2 separate regions of the Sus scrofa genome follow, and region 1 is linked to region 2. Evidence: chromatin contacts called from public HiChIP or PLAC-seq data. All regions are on one chromosome and are shown on one strand. The core of a region is the stretch at or near the end of the contact, and the rest is flanking DNA. Distances in the headings are between cores, read along the strand shown.

Evidence for each region. HiChIP or PLAC-seq counts read pairs in DNA pulled down with a chosen protein or histone mark.
Region 1: an H3K27ac HiChIP or PLAC-seq map of alveolar macrophages shows a contact between it and region 2. The contact joins the promoter of KPNA2 here to the enhancer-like site in region 2. A contact is called at or near these places in 1 of 5 promoter capture datasets (liver), 8 of 47 Hi-C or Micro-C datasets (embryonic fibroblasts, heart right ventricle, liver and 2 more) and 1 of 2 datasets of contacts at active chromatin or transcription factors (alveolar macrophages).

What each region holds. Positions count from the first base shown.
Region 1 is chr12:14,284,059-14,290,935 of Sscrofa11.1, forward strand. It overlaps KPNA2 (karyopherin alpha 2 (RAG cohort 1, importin alpha 1)), which reads left to right and starts at 1,254. Exons shown (of 11, transcript NM_001163404.1): 1 at 1,254-1,267; 2 at 2,606-2,707; 3 at 2,857-2,994; 4 at 5,903-5,991. The coding sequence starts at 2,633.
Region 2 is chr12:14,240,212-14,247,350 of Sscrofa11.1, forward strand. It overlaps BPTF (nucleosome-remodeling factor subunit BPTF), which reads left to right. Exons shown (of 31, transcript XM_021068118.1): 28 at 3,143-3,335; 29 at 5,114-5,198. Among named protein-coding and RNA genes, the nearest start is that of C12H17orf58, 18 kb to the right of the region's middle. Within about 2 kb of position 2,335, at least 3 of the 83 cell types and tissues checked have an H3K27ac peak or open chromatin away from gene starts, as enhancers often do. A contact at or near this core is called in alveolar macrophages, where this site is marked.

The DNA.
Region 1 (6,877 bases), core at 4-2,503, 43 kb after region 2:
GTGCATGAAGCTGGCAAAAATGCCTGCAAGAAGAGACGAAGACCATTGTTTGAATTTATAGTAAAAAACACACAAACAACAAAACCAATACAGCTTTTCTTAAAAATACCCTTTTCAGAATACGGAAAAATTATGAAAACAAAGTGGCCTATAACACTGACATTACGAGAACCATCACTGATGCTTTTTTAAAAATTACAAGAAAATGCAAGCATTTTATTCAGAAATGTATAAATTGTAGCATAAGTCATTACTGGAACAACTGACAAAATTTGAACATGGACTATATAATAAATCACATCGAAGTTCAGATGTCTTGAATTTGATGATTGTGGAGTGGTTATATAACAGAATGTCCTTATCCTTCCAAGGTGCAACCCAAAATATTTAGGGATAAAGGGACATGATTTCTCAAACTTACCCTTCAAAAGGTTGAAAAGTATCATGTAAAAGCTATGCATATGGGCCTACTAGTACGTGTGGGTATTTACACAGAGAAAGAAATAGTAAATGTGGCAAATGTTAACACTTGGCAAATATGCATAAAGATTTATAGTTCTTTTGTATTTGAAAATAAAAAATAAGACTGGAGAAACAGATGTAGTAAACCTTTTGTTACCATTACTTGTGCCGTCTATGCAGTCTTTTATGATGCAAGTTAGAAGAAAAAAAAAACTAAACTAAAAAGTGCAGCACAAATCTGCTTTATCCATCCCCTCCTTGGTGGCCCTGCTAACCTTTGGTGGCCTTTTTCTTCTGAGTCCTATCAGAGAAAAAAATACATAGCAATGTATTTCTATATCGAAATTTTAAAAATTATTTGGGGAATCATTTGTGGTTCTCTTAAGGCAGACGCCAAGGGTAACGACCAACCACTGTACACGAGTAAACCCTCGGTAAAGGACCGAGGCTATGGCCAAGGCGGGCTGGAAACTAGCCCTTCGCGCTGCACGCCGGGACCTGAAGGCTGCCGCCTCCGAACTGCGGGGCGCTCTGGGATCGCCCGGCCGCTCCCTCATCTCGCGATGCTATCGTATCTTCTGGGCCCTCTGACCCCTCCCAACGTGTTTTTCAAATCCACCAATGGACGTCTAGCATAAGCTCGAACCAGCCAATCGGAATGCGGAGCCACCGGGAAATTTAAATCGCGCCGGCTGCACGAGCCACACTGTCCTCGCGCTGACCGTGGTGGACGTTTTGAGAGACCCTGAGCCGCAGCCTGAGCGCCCCTGACCGCCTCCTGTGGAAGCCTGAGCCGGCTGTGTAGGTACGAACCTAGGCCGCAGTCCGGCCTGAGTGGCAACGGCTGGCCTGTAGGCCGGGCTCGGCTTGTGGGTGGCGGGAGGGAAGGCCCGGGCTATACGCCTGGCCTAGCTTTGGCTTCTTTGGTTGACGAGGCCTTTGGGGTCGTTCGTTTACGAGACGGGTGTTTGGGGATGCGGGTGCTTGGGTTTTAGGGCCCGAGGCTCTGCAAACCGCCGCAATGGCATTTACTCGAGAATCAGAGTGAGGCCCGAGGGCGAAAGCCCAAGTAGGTTGCCGGGCGCCTCTGGCTCCTCCTCCGTCAGTTCCCGGCTGCTCCTTCCCCGAAATGGGGCGGGGAGGGGGGAGCAGGGGAAGGGACTGGAGATGGAGGTGGCAGTTGGAAGTGCTGTCTCTTAAAACACGTCGGCCCTGGGTTGGTTGTGTCACTATTTCGTAAAAGAACAAAATGAAATTAAAGATAGCCCCCTCCCCCCCTTAGGAGGACTTTTCCTTTTGTGATCTTTTGGGGAGTGCGCTTAAGTAGCCACGTCTGAGTGAAGCACAGCTGGGGATATCAACCTAATTTGGTGCATTCACTCGGAATTCCTCGAAAGTGTGCGAGATGCTGAAGATGAAGAACTGCGTCGCGAGTTTTCAGTGTGGACAGGACATTTTATGAAAGACTCCATAACGTAATGATGAGTCAGATTTTTAACAACTTTCAACTGTGGAGAATGTACCTGTTAGGCCATTTAAAGACAGTGGAGCCTCCAGAGGATCTGAATTTATGGCCCCTAGGACAAAGATTTTACCTATAAGCTCAGTCCCCCTACTCCGAGTTCAGTTAAGTATTTGTAGATCCTCTATAGAGTCTAGAGCCGCTCTGTGCAGTGCGGTAGTCGCCAGACGCAAGTGGCTAGTCTGAATCGAGTTGTGCTGTAAGCTTAAAGTACAGATCTTGAAGAATTGGTAGGAAAAAAGAATGTGAAATATCTCAGTAATTTTTTTGATATTTTAACGTGTGGAAATGAGAATATGTTGGATGTGTTGGGTTAAATATTAAAATTAATTTCATTTGTTTCTTGTTACTTTTTTTAAACAAAATGTGGCTACTAGGAAATTTAAATTTAGGCTGCTTGCTTTATATTTCTGATGGACAGCACTGCTCCAGGAAGTCTCAGCCCTTCGGAGGGGAGGGGCCAAATATCCTTTGGCTAAAACTACATAGTGCTGAAAAAGGAAGTTCCTCTTCCATTACAAAAGTGTGGATTCAATATGTTTTCGATAATTCCCTTGATGCTTACCGTATTGCCAATCAAAATGATAAAAGGGAATTTTTTTTCTCTCCCTCATCTTATAGATACCTCCCTCCCTTTGTCTCATAACCATGTCCACCAATGAGAATGCTAATTCACCAGCTGCCCGCCTTAACAGATTCAAGAACAAGGGGAAAGACAGTACAGTGAGTACTTTCTGTTGCTTTCCTGTGGTATTTTTTAAATGGCAATATATTTGAAGGGGTCAAAACTTTGAAGGAATTTGAAAAAAATGCCATCACTTGGCAACAAAAACTGGTGTAATAGGTGAAATGATATGTAATTTTCTCTCAAGGAAATGAGGCGGCGCCGAATAGAAGTTAATGTGGAGCTGAGGAAAGCTAAGAAGGATGACCAGATGCTGAAAAGGAGAAATGTCAGCTCTTTTCCTGATGACGCTACTTCTCCACTGCAGGAAAACCGCAATAACCAGGTAAGGATATTTCAGCTTGTGATTATGGTAAACCCAGAAAATCAATATGGGTCTTTTCTTAGAAATTTAAATAACATTCCTAGCTTTATAGTCTTAACTATCAAATGTGAAGATCTTTTATTTTTGTGCTCCCAGTCAGTAATTCTAGTGAGCTGTCTTCTTTCCTTCCCACACTTAATAATCTACTAAAGTTGATTCCAAGATTGTCTTTGGCTCTGATCTCCCTTCAAGACTACCTGCATTTCTAGCTGTCAGCTTCGGACCTTGACCTGGTCATTCAAGTGTTAAGTGAAAGTGTGTGCAGGACCAACTTATTTCTACCTTTGTCTTTCTTGATTTTTTTTTTTTTTTTTGCTTTTTAGGGCTGCACCCTTGGCATATGGAATTTCCCAGGCTAGGGGTCGAATTGGAGCTACAGCTGCCAGCCTAACCACACCCATGTGTGACCTACACCACAGCTCATGGCAATGCCAGATTCCTCGACCCACTGAAGGAGGCTAAGAAGGATGAGTCCGCATCCTCATGGGTACTAGTCAGATTTGTTTCTGCTGAGCCACAATGGGAACTCCAGTTTTGTTTTGTTTTTTTTGGCCTTGCCTGTGGCATGTGGAAGTTACTAGGCCAGGGATTGGACCTAAGCCACTGCAGTGACAATGCCAGCTTTTAACCTGCTACAGCAGAAGGCAACTCTTTCTTGAATTCTTTTTTTTGTTTGTTTGTTTTTAAAGTATTCTCTATTTTTTTGTACTTGTCAGCAGCTTTAAAAAAAAGGAAAAAGTCAGATCTTTTTCCTCCTGAAGCATTTTCAGTAGTTTGCTAATTTTTTTTTTTTTTTTTTGGCCACTTCTTAGGCCGCTCCCACGGCATATGGAGGTTCCCAGGCTAGAGGTCGAATTGGACCTGTAGCCACCGGCCTATGCCAGAGCCACAGCAACACAGGATCTGAGCCGCGTCTGCGACCTATACCACAGCTCAGGGCAATGCCAGATCCTTAACCCACTGAGCAAGGCCAGGGATCGAACCCACAACTTCATGGTTCATAGTTGGATTCGTTAACTACTGAGCCACGTCGGGCACACCAGTACTTTCCTAATTTTATCCTTCCTTTCTTTCTATGCCACATACTATTAACCTAAAAAATTTCCTGGAGTTCCCGTCATGGCTCAGCAGTAATGAACCCAGCTAGTGTCCATGAAGACGAGGGTTCAATCCCTCTCCTGACTCAGTAAGTTCAGAATTTCGTGTGGCCATGAGCTGTGGTGTAGGTTGCAGATGCACTTGGATCCCACATTGCTGTGCCCGTGGTGTAGGCTGGCAGCTGCAGCAATTCAGTATCTAGCTGGGAAACTTCCATATACTGCATGTGCAGCCCTAAAAAGCAAAAAAAAAAACCCCACAAACACCTAAAATGTTGCTTTAATCATCTTAAGAAACTTTGATAATTTTTTTTTTTTTTTTTTTGTCTTTTTGCTATTTCTTGGGCCGCTCCCACGGCATATGGAGGTTCCCAGGCTAGGGGTCGAATCAGAGCTGTAGCCACCGGCCTACGCCAGAGCCACAGCAACGAGGGATCTGAGCCGCGTCTGCGACCTACACCACAGCTCACGGCAACGCCGGACCCTTAACCCACTGAGCAAGGGCAGGGACCGAATCCGCAACCTCATGGTTCCTAGTCGGATTCGTTAACCACTGCACCACGACGGGAACTCTGAAACTTTGATAATTTTAATCTACATTCTTTCAAGGTTTTTTAGTAAGTTAAACCCATTTTAGATTTTCAAATTTCTCATCTTTCAAAGATATATAGGCACTTTCTTGCTTTTTTCACATTATGCTTTCCTGTAGTGTGTCACATTTTATCAGTGCTTGTTTTTTGAATAACTATAGCATTGGTTCACAAACCTATTTTGATCACACCTATGCTGTTTATATTTGCAGCACTGCTGTGGAAATGCATAGGTAACAAACTTAGATATGAAAATTTCTAGCTCATGGCCTCTAACTCCACCTCTTTTTCCATAAAAGCATATCTGAATACAAGTGATTGAGAGTAATAAAGGAATAACTTTCACAGTGCTCTAATTTTATTTTTTTGTTGTTGTTCATTTTTGGCTTTGGCCATACCCAGGGTATGTGAAAGTTCCTGAGTCTAAGGATCAAACCCTTGCCACAGCAGTGACAATGCTGATCCTTAACTTGATGAGTCACATGGAAACTCCATCAAATTTCTTTCTTTTTTTTTTTCTTTTGTTGTCTTTTTGGGGCCACACTCTTGGCATATGGCGGTTCGCTGGCTAGGGGTCCAATTGGAGCTGTAGCCGCTGACCTACACCACAGCCACAACAATGCAGCTGTCAGAGCCATGTCTTCGACCTACCCCACAGCTCACAGCAATGCCCAGATCCTTAACCAACTGAGTGAGGCCAGGGATCAAACCTGTGTCCTCATGGGTGCTGGACAGATTTGTCTGCTGAGTCACGACGGGAACTTCTAATTTTATTTTTTTAATTGTTCACAGCCACTTTTTTTTTTAGCAACAGTTTGCTGGGGGTACTCTCATTACTTGAGACTTCATTGAATCATGACACCAAGTTTGACAACTGTTCTACATATTAAATAATGAACATTTAATTAGGCAGATTTAAATGTAGGATTCAGAAGTTCCCCTGTGGTGCAGCAGCTTGAGGATCCAGCATTGCTGCAGCTATGAGGCAGGTGGCAACTGCAGTGTGGGTTCAGTCCCTGGCCCAGGAACTTCCACATGTGGGTATGGCCAAAGAAAAAAAAATGTAGGCTAAACTTTTCATAGCTGTTAGAACAGTTTACACATTGCTGGTAGGGATTTTACTGTTTGTAGTTAATCTTAAAAAAATGATAGTTTGCAAAATTAATTCCACTGTTCTCTTAGGGCACCGTAAATTGGTCTGTCGATGACATTGTCAAAGGCATAAATAGCAACAATTTGGAAAGCCAGCTCCAGGCTACTCAAGCTGCTAGGTAAGCCTTGTCTCTATAGCATGGATAGCCTTTTTAGATTTTTAGATTTTTTTTTTTTTTTTTTTTTTTGGTGGGAAAGAGGTGGTTTGGGTAAAGTCAAAGTTAAGCCATGCATAGGCCTGTTTTCATTAGAATCTTCCCTTGAGAGAATTTAAAGATTTCAGTAATTGCCAAAGACTCCATGCACCTCCACTGATAATGATTATTAGCTTTTTGGTGTATATTTAAGAAAATTACAAAGTTTTTATCAACATGGCATTTTAAGTCAGTGTCAGGGAAGAAGGAATTATTCAGTAAGTGGGATTGGTCCACCCATTTAGGAAATAAGTATATTTTTAGACTCTTATCTCTGTAGACAAATAGTTTTGACATCCATTTTAGCAAGGATTAATAATCTCTGGCTTGACAGTGTGCAGAAAAGCAAATCTAGTTGACAGATGATCATGGAAAAATGTTAAATGAGAGTGTAATGCTATCAGATTGTTAGTTTTTTTTGGATTTTTTTTGTTTTTTGTTTTTGGTCTTTTTAGGGCCACACCTGTGGCATATGGAGGTTCCCAGGCTAGGGGTCTAATCAGGGCTTGTAGCCACCGGCCTACACCAGAGCCACAGAAACACTGGATCTGAGCTGCATCTGCGACCTACACCACAGCTCACGGCAACGCTGGATCCTTAACCTACTGAGCGAGGCCAGGGATTGAACCTGAAACCTCATGATTCCTAGTCGGATTCGTTTCCACTATGCCACAACAGGAACTCCCAGATTGTCAATTTTTTAAAAGTGACAAGACCTAAAGTAGATTTCTGCAGGGATGCATCGAGAAGGGTTCTACATTATTGGTAGTATTTCAGTATGGGGGAAAAAGGTAATTTAAGACATCACATA
Region 2 (7,139 bases), core at 1,085-3,584:
CACCTATCCTTCAAGTGTGACACTCAAAAATTTGATAAGCATGGCAGCTGGAAGCTGTTTTTTGACAGTCATGACTTGTATTTGGTGATATATACAACATTTTAGAGACGATCTATAAGCATATTTATACTTTTTTTTCCTATCCTCATTATCACTCAACGAGGTATTTAGCTCCCATTTTCAACATTCAAACGCAGGCCAACTTTTTAAAGCCAAAATTAACCCCAATGTTAACGTTCCAGTACCAAGAAGTTTATTGGCGTGTGCTAAAAATATAATCCTTTAGAATTGGAAGTGCTTAATGTCTACCCTAAGCGGATGCCTAATCCATTTATAAAATAAAATTGTCTCTTTAATGATGTTTAAGTTGCAAGCCGAAGCTGCTTTAGTGGTGCTGTTTATTAAATTATAATCTGTTTTTGCAAGTGCTGAATCAGAACTTTTTGTTGGTAAATTTCGCTGTGTGTTGAATTAAACCCAGATCAGTGTAGGCATCTTCACGTCTCACTCCTACTTTATGAGAAATTAGACATGGTCTAGAAAGAACTCTGTTTCGTTTCCCCTGAGGAAACAAAACAGGACGTGATTCCTTGTCTTTACACAAAGATCTGCTTATGGAATTTCCTTAATAACAAAACTTTTTTGGTCATAGAATCGTAGAAATTCACTTCACCCACAACTTGTTTGTAATCCCTAAATTGCCTAAAATGCAGCACACATACATGCTCATTCTCTTGAGGTTGCTTCATTATTTTGTGGATATTTCATGTTTTTTCGTTTGTCATTTATTAACATTTCACTGTACTGAGTTCATTCACTCCCTGTTCTGGTTGGAATGAGTTAGTGTTTTTTAAGGATTATTTTGTAATCTCTTGTACCAAACTAGGCTGGTTTGGAAATCTAGTGAGAGTGACTAAAACTTTAATTTTTAAAACTTTTTTTAAAAAAACAACATTTTTTGGAGTTCTGAGCTTACTTGCAGAACACAGAGCCCACCACCTGGTGAAGGCAACATACAAAGACATTCTGAAGGCCTCCACCTGTGGCAGCGAAAATCATGCAAGAGTCATAATTCAAAAGAAAACACTTAGTGGCAGCAGAACAAACCGCACAGCTGTCTGTAAGCCTTTCCGTTCGTAGAGCAGGTTAGGCTGAGCCTGAGGACTGTTTCCATTCCCCTAGGTGAGTCTGCCGGGAAACACCTTGGTAGAACCAATGGTGTCGGCGAGGCCAGCCTCCTCCCCTGTGATTCGTGCTCCTTCTTGCCACGACCTTGACTAGTCGGTCCTCCAAAGCACCCGTCAACGTTTTTAGAGACGTGATGTGTTTGCCACAAGATACTTTTCCTTTTGCCATTTGAGATCTTATAGTACAAAAGCCTTGAGGGTTAATGAACTGTATGGAATTACCCATAGCCGCACACTCATTCAGCCCCATCTGAGAGAACCTCTTGGGGTTTACATCACTCTCTAGGCTGTGTCCCTGGTTTTGAACTAAAGTAGTTCCTTACCAGCTAGTTAACCTGGCCACCCTCCACGTTGTCATACACGTTACATTAACTGAGAAACTGACCCATATCATCATCTTACAATTAGATTAAATTCCAGTGTTTATGTAGAAAACTTGGTAGGAACTGAATTACTCCATGTACCTTTTTTGGTTCTCTTCTTCATATCATATTTTGACCATTTATTTCCTGCACCTGGCTGACCTGCATGTTCCTTGTAGTGTAACTTCTACTTGGTGTTTGCGCTTTGCTTTGTTTCCAAATTTAAATCGTGAGATACATTTTCAAACCTATCTAAGGAATAGCCCCGATTTCGAAATGGCTTCTGTGGCATAGGTTTGACAGATGTAAGTCTTTGATTCTCTGGCTTTGGTTTCTGTGCCTGTTACAGTTTTACACACGTTCATTAAGAGGAAGACATTACCATCAGTGTGTTGTTTATTTTTTCAAATTCCAGTATGTTTTTAAAGACCCACATTTCACTAAACAGTGTATTTGTTGCAATTGATGTGAGTGACTTTATGTTTCCACACTTGACACAGTGTCCGATGCTGTAGTTTGTCAGGGTTAGGATGGTTGGATTCAGTATGTTTAGCTGACTCATTGCAGAAAGTTATCCTATAAGAACGTGCATCAGGACAGGGAAGACAGATTGACGTACCATGCAGCTCAAAATGACAATTACATTGTCATTTTCATTGTGAATACTTTTAGGTTCTATATTGGCTGTGATCTTTGTACTAACTGGTATCATGGAGAATGTGTTGGCATCACAGAAAAGGAGGCTAAGAAAATGGATGTGTACATCTGTAATGATTGTAAACGGGCACAAGAGGGCAGCAGTGAGGAATTGTACTGTATCTGCAGAACACCTTATGATGAGTCACAGTGAGTTCTGATAAGAGCATCATATTTAATAATTCAGGAAGCCAAATTGCTCTGACTGGTTACTTATTTATTTTAAAATAAAAAGCAAGATTTTTTTTTCTGCATATATTATATACACTTACATTACAAATTCCTTTCCAATTTTTTTTACTTTTCTTCCCTCTTTACCTCCCCTTCAAAATTTATGTTGCTTCATAGTGAATGTTTGAGATGCATTGGGGAAAATGTGGTTTAATGGTAGACTTGATTCTTCAATATGTAACATGGAAATTAATGAGATTAAAATAGCCTGACTTGTTTGGACTTTATCAGTGTTTTGAAATGGTGCTTTAATGCAGGTTAGAAAAACACTAATTTGGGTACAAGCTTTGAGACTCTGTTATTAGCTTTTAGGATTTTGGGTGGCCAAAATCAGCTTCCCATTTGATAGGGTACTAGTTGAAAGATTTTTGTCTTTGTTTCGAGCTTTAAAGTCAATTGAATGTCTTACTTTTTTTTTCCCGTATTGGTTCTCTGATTTTGACAGTGTCCTTAAACCTTTAATGCTTGTTCTTAACATCAGAAATACTAAATTAACACATTGGAATGTCGATCTTCAAAAGTATTAAAACGATTATAATACTAAAACTATTTTATATCCCAGGGTTAAAGTGTTTCCTAATGCATGTTTTATTACTTCTTAAAGTATAGTATAAGCAATGTGATCCCATCTGTTTTGAACTCACATTTCCATTTCGGATCTTACAGATTTTATATTGGCTGCGATCGGTGTCAGAATTGGTACCATGGGCGCTGCGTTGGCATCTTGCAAAGTGAGGCAGAGCTCATTGACGAGTATGTCTGTCCACAGTGCCAGTCAACAGAGGATGCCATGACAGTGCTCACGCCGCTGACGGAGAAAGATTATGAGGGTTTGAAAAGGGTGCTGCGTTCTTTACAGGTAGGAAACCAGTCTGGACAGCATTTAAAGGTGAAGCTCGCCAGCGTGGTCTTGGAAACACTTCTGGGGCTTGAACTTTGCAATCCTGGAATACATGATTAGTTACTGACTCTCAGGTAGCGAAGTCGACAGACCTCAGTCCTTCCTGTGCCGATGTCATGCCGGTTACCAGATCCACACACTGGCTCAACCGTTGTTTATCTAATGCTTATATTTAAAAATGAGTCTTGGAGATCCCGTCATGGCTCAGTGGTTAACGAATCCGAGTTGGAACCGTGAGGTTACGGGTTCAATCCCTGGCTAGTGGGTTAAGGATCCAGCGTTGCTGTGGCTGTGGTGTGGGCTGGCAGCCGTAGCTCTGATTTGACCCCTAACCTGGGAACCTCCATATGCCACAGGTGTGGTATGGCCCTAGAAAAGACAAAAATAAATAAATAAATAAAGTCAAAACAACTCGTTTTGTTTTTTGTTTGTTTGTTTGTTTTTGGTACATGCTCACAGCATGTAGGAGTTCCAGGGCCAGGAATCGAACCTGTGCCACAACAGTGACCCAAGCCACTGCAGCAACAACACTGAATCTTTAACCCACTACTCCCCAAGGGAACTCCCATGACTCATTTTTTTTTTTAAGCTATATTTTATTGTTTTGTTTTGTTTTGCTTTTTAGGCCTGTGCACTTGTGGCATATGGAGGTTCCCAGGCTAGGTGTTGAATTGGAGCTACAGCTGCTGGCCTACGCCGCAGCTGCAGCAATGCCAGATCCAAGCCGAGTCTGCAACCTACACCACAGCTCAGAGCAACTCCAGATCTTTAACCCACTGAGCGAGGCCAGGGATCGAATCTGCAACCTCATGGTTCCTAGTCAGATTCGTTCCCGCTGTGCCAGGATGGGAACTTCCTTATTTATTTATTTTTGTCTTTTTAGGGACACACTCGAATTGCATGGAAATTCCCGAGCTAGGGGTGCAATCGGAGCTGCAGCTGCCAGCCTACACCACAACCACAGCAACGCCAGATCCTTAACCCACTGAGCGAGGCTGGGGATCCAAACCTGTGTCCTCATGGATCCTAGTTGGATTTGTCACCACTGAACCACAATGGGAACAACTCCCTAAATTTTATTTTTAGAGAAAATTTTCTCATCACCATTGATCGAAAAGCTGATTAAATTCTGGTGGGATTCAAATGCTTATCTAAAGCTTTAACCCAAACCTTCCCTCCCTTGTTAAAAATAAAAAGGAAATGGGGTGGCTTATAAGATTAGCAAGTGTTGGAGATGTATTCCATACCCAGGAGTGCTCGATTGACGCCTTCTCTTGATGTAATCATTATCACAAGTATTGCAAGAACTGAAAGGAGGATAGTCGTCTCAGTACGTGGTTGAATGTTACTTAGCATCCTATCTCTGGCACATCATTAGCCTGTGGAGGTGGTCATTCCACACTTGGAGCCCATCCCACCGGTTTAATAAATGTGATTGCAGGTCCAGCATCTCTCGATGGTCAGGTCGTAATGTAGGGACCAAAGTACAGCTTTCTTGCCTCCTGGGCCTGTGCTCCCCCATCCCCACTGCACGCCAGCATCCCAGGCTTCTTGTTGAGAACTGTTATTACAAAGTTTGCTCATCTGAGATCATTTGTGACTAGAGCAAAAATTATCTAAGTTTAAACAGTTTCATCTCTCAAGTTTAAAACTGGCTTTTCAAGTCTAATGGGAAACTTAAATGGAATTATTATTTCCACCGGACCATAATGATGCCTTTTATTCTTTCATTCCAGGCCCATAAGATGGCATGGCCTTTCCTGGAACCGGTGGATCCTAATGATGCACCAGATTACTATGGTGTTATCAAGGAACCGATGGGTGAGTGCCCGAGTTGAATGTGGGGTTTCTTCAGCAGTCTCAGCAGCTGCCTCATTTATCGTCCGCACTGCTGATCCATCGTGAGGCTGTGTTGAGGAGGACTGGTGGCCGTCTGAATGGGTATGGTCGCTCGTAGGGTAAATGGGGAGTGCCTGTTAAAGGTCACCCGGGCACACCTTTGGACCCAGCACTTTCACCTCGTAGGCGTTACATGTGCACAAGTACGTTGTTCATCCCAACAGTGTTTATAATTGTGAAAACACTGAAAATGAAATAAATGACCATCAGTAGAGAAGTAGCCGAGTCGACGGATGGGCAGAGCATTAAATAGCTGCATGATGGAGGACATCAGTGGTGGATCGGGGTCTTTTTGCGCCTCTCTCATCTTTCCAGTCATCTCTTCCTTATCTTTTGCTAAAAGAGAGCAAGGGTAGAAATCCAATAAAACCTCACTGCCAGGGGGAGGTGGGGGGTGGTGTTAATAACAGCCGCAAGTGAGTATACTGATTGTATTGAGATGAACAGCTACAGGTTTCATCTGCCAAAGAAATTATAAAAATGAAAACATCGGAGTTGCTGTCGTGGTTCAGCGGTTAACGAACCCAACTAGCATCCATGAGAACGCGGGTTTGACCCCTGGCCTTGCTCAGTGGGTTAAGGATCCGGCCTTTCTATGAGCTGTGGTGTAGGTCTCAGATGCAGCTCTGATCGGACGTGGCTGTGGCGGTGGTGTAGGCTGGCGGCTACAGCTCTGATTGGACCTCTAGCCTAGAAACCTCCATATGCCAAGGGTGCAGCCCTAAAAAGATTTAAAAAAAAAAAACAAAAACATAGATCAAACCTTCCAGGCATCCCCTTGTGGAGCAGTAGGTTAAGAATCTGGCGTTATCTCTGCAGTGGCTTGGGTCACTGCTGTGACACAGGTTCAGTTCCTGGCCCTGGAAACTTCCACATGCTGTGGGTACAGCCAAAAAAAAAAAAAAATTAAAGGTTCTAAAACTGCCTAGTTTCCATTGTGGCTCAGCTGAAATAAACCCAACTGGTGTCCATGAGGATGTGGGTTCAATCTCTGGCCTCGCTCAGTGGGTTAAGGATCCGGCGTTGCAGGGAGCTTTGGTGTAGGTTGAAGACATAGCTTGGATCTGGCGTTGTTGTGGCTGTGATGTAGGCCAGCGTCTGCAGCTCTGATTTGATCCCTAGCCTGGGAACTTTCATATGCCATAGAACGTTGCAAATAAATAAATAAATTTTTTAAATGGCATGGTTATAGAAAATTCAGGAAATAAGAAAAGTAAGCTCAGTCTTTTCCTCACTGAACGCTGTCACATTTTGGGTGTTCTTATGTCTATGTCTAAAAAACTGAGATCACACTAAATGTTTGTGTCTGGCAGTCATCTTCCTGTGTCATTATTCTTTAATAATATGATTTTAGTGGCTTTCTATAGTCTGTAAATTGAATATGCGAAACTTATTTGACCAAAATTCTTTTCTTGAAGAGGTAGAGTATTTTCCTGTTGTTTTCTTTTTCTTTTTTGTGTATCTTTTTAGGGCCGCACCCGCAGCATATGGAAGTTCCTAGGTTAGGGGTCGAATCAGAGCTACAGCTGCCCACCACAGCCACAGCAACTTCAATGCCATGTCCGAGCCACATCTGCAACCTACCCCACAGCTCACAGCAGCGCTGGATCCTTAACCCACTGAGCGAGGCCAGGAGTCGAACCCGTGTCCTCATGGATATTAGTTGGGTTTGTTACTGCTGAAACTCCTTCTTCTCTTTTTTTTAATATTACCAAGATAAACAGCATCCTATGTAAGTATGTACGTAAAAATAATACAGGTCTTCCAAACGTATTGTTGAAAGAAGAATGAAAGTTACAGAGCAAACCTCGGCCTTACTAAGCAGTAAACTATTGTTAACTTTCTAAGGGTACATAAATGTAT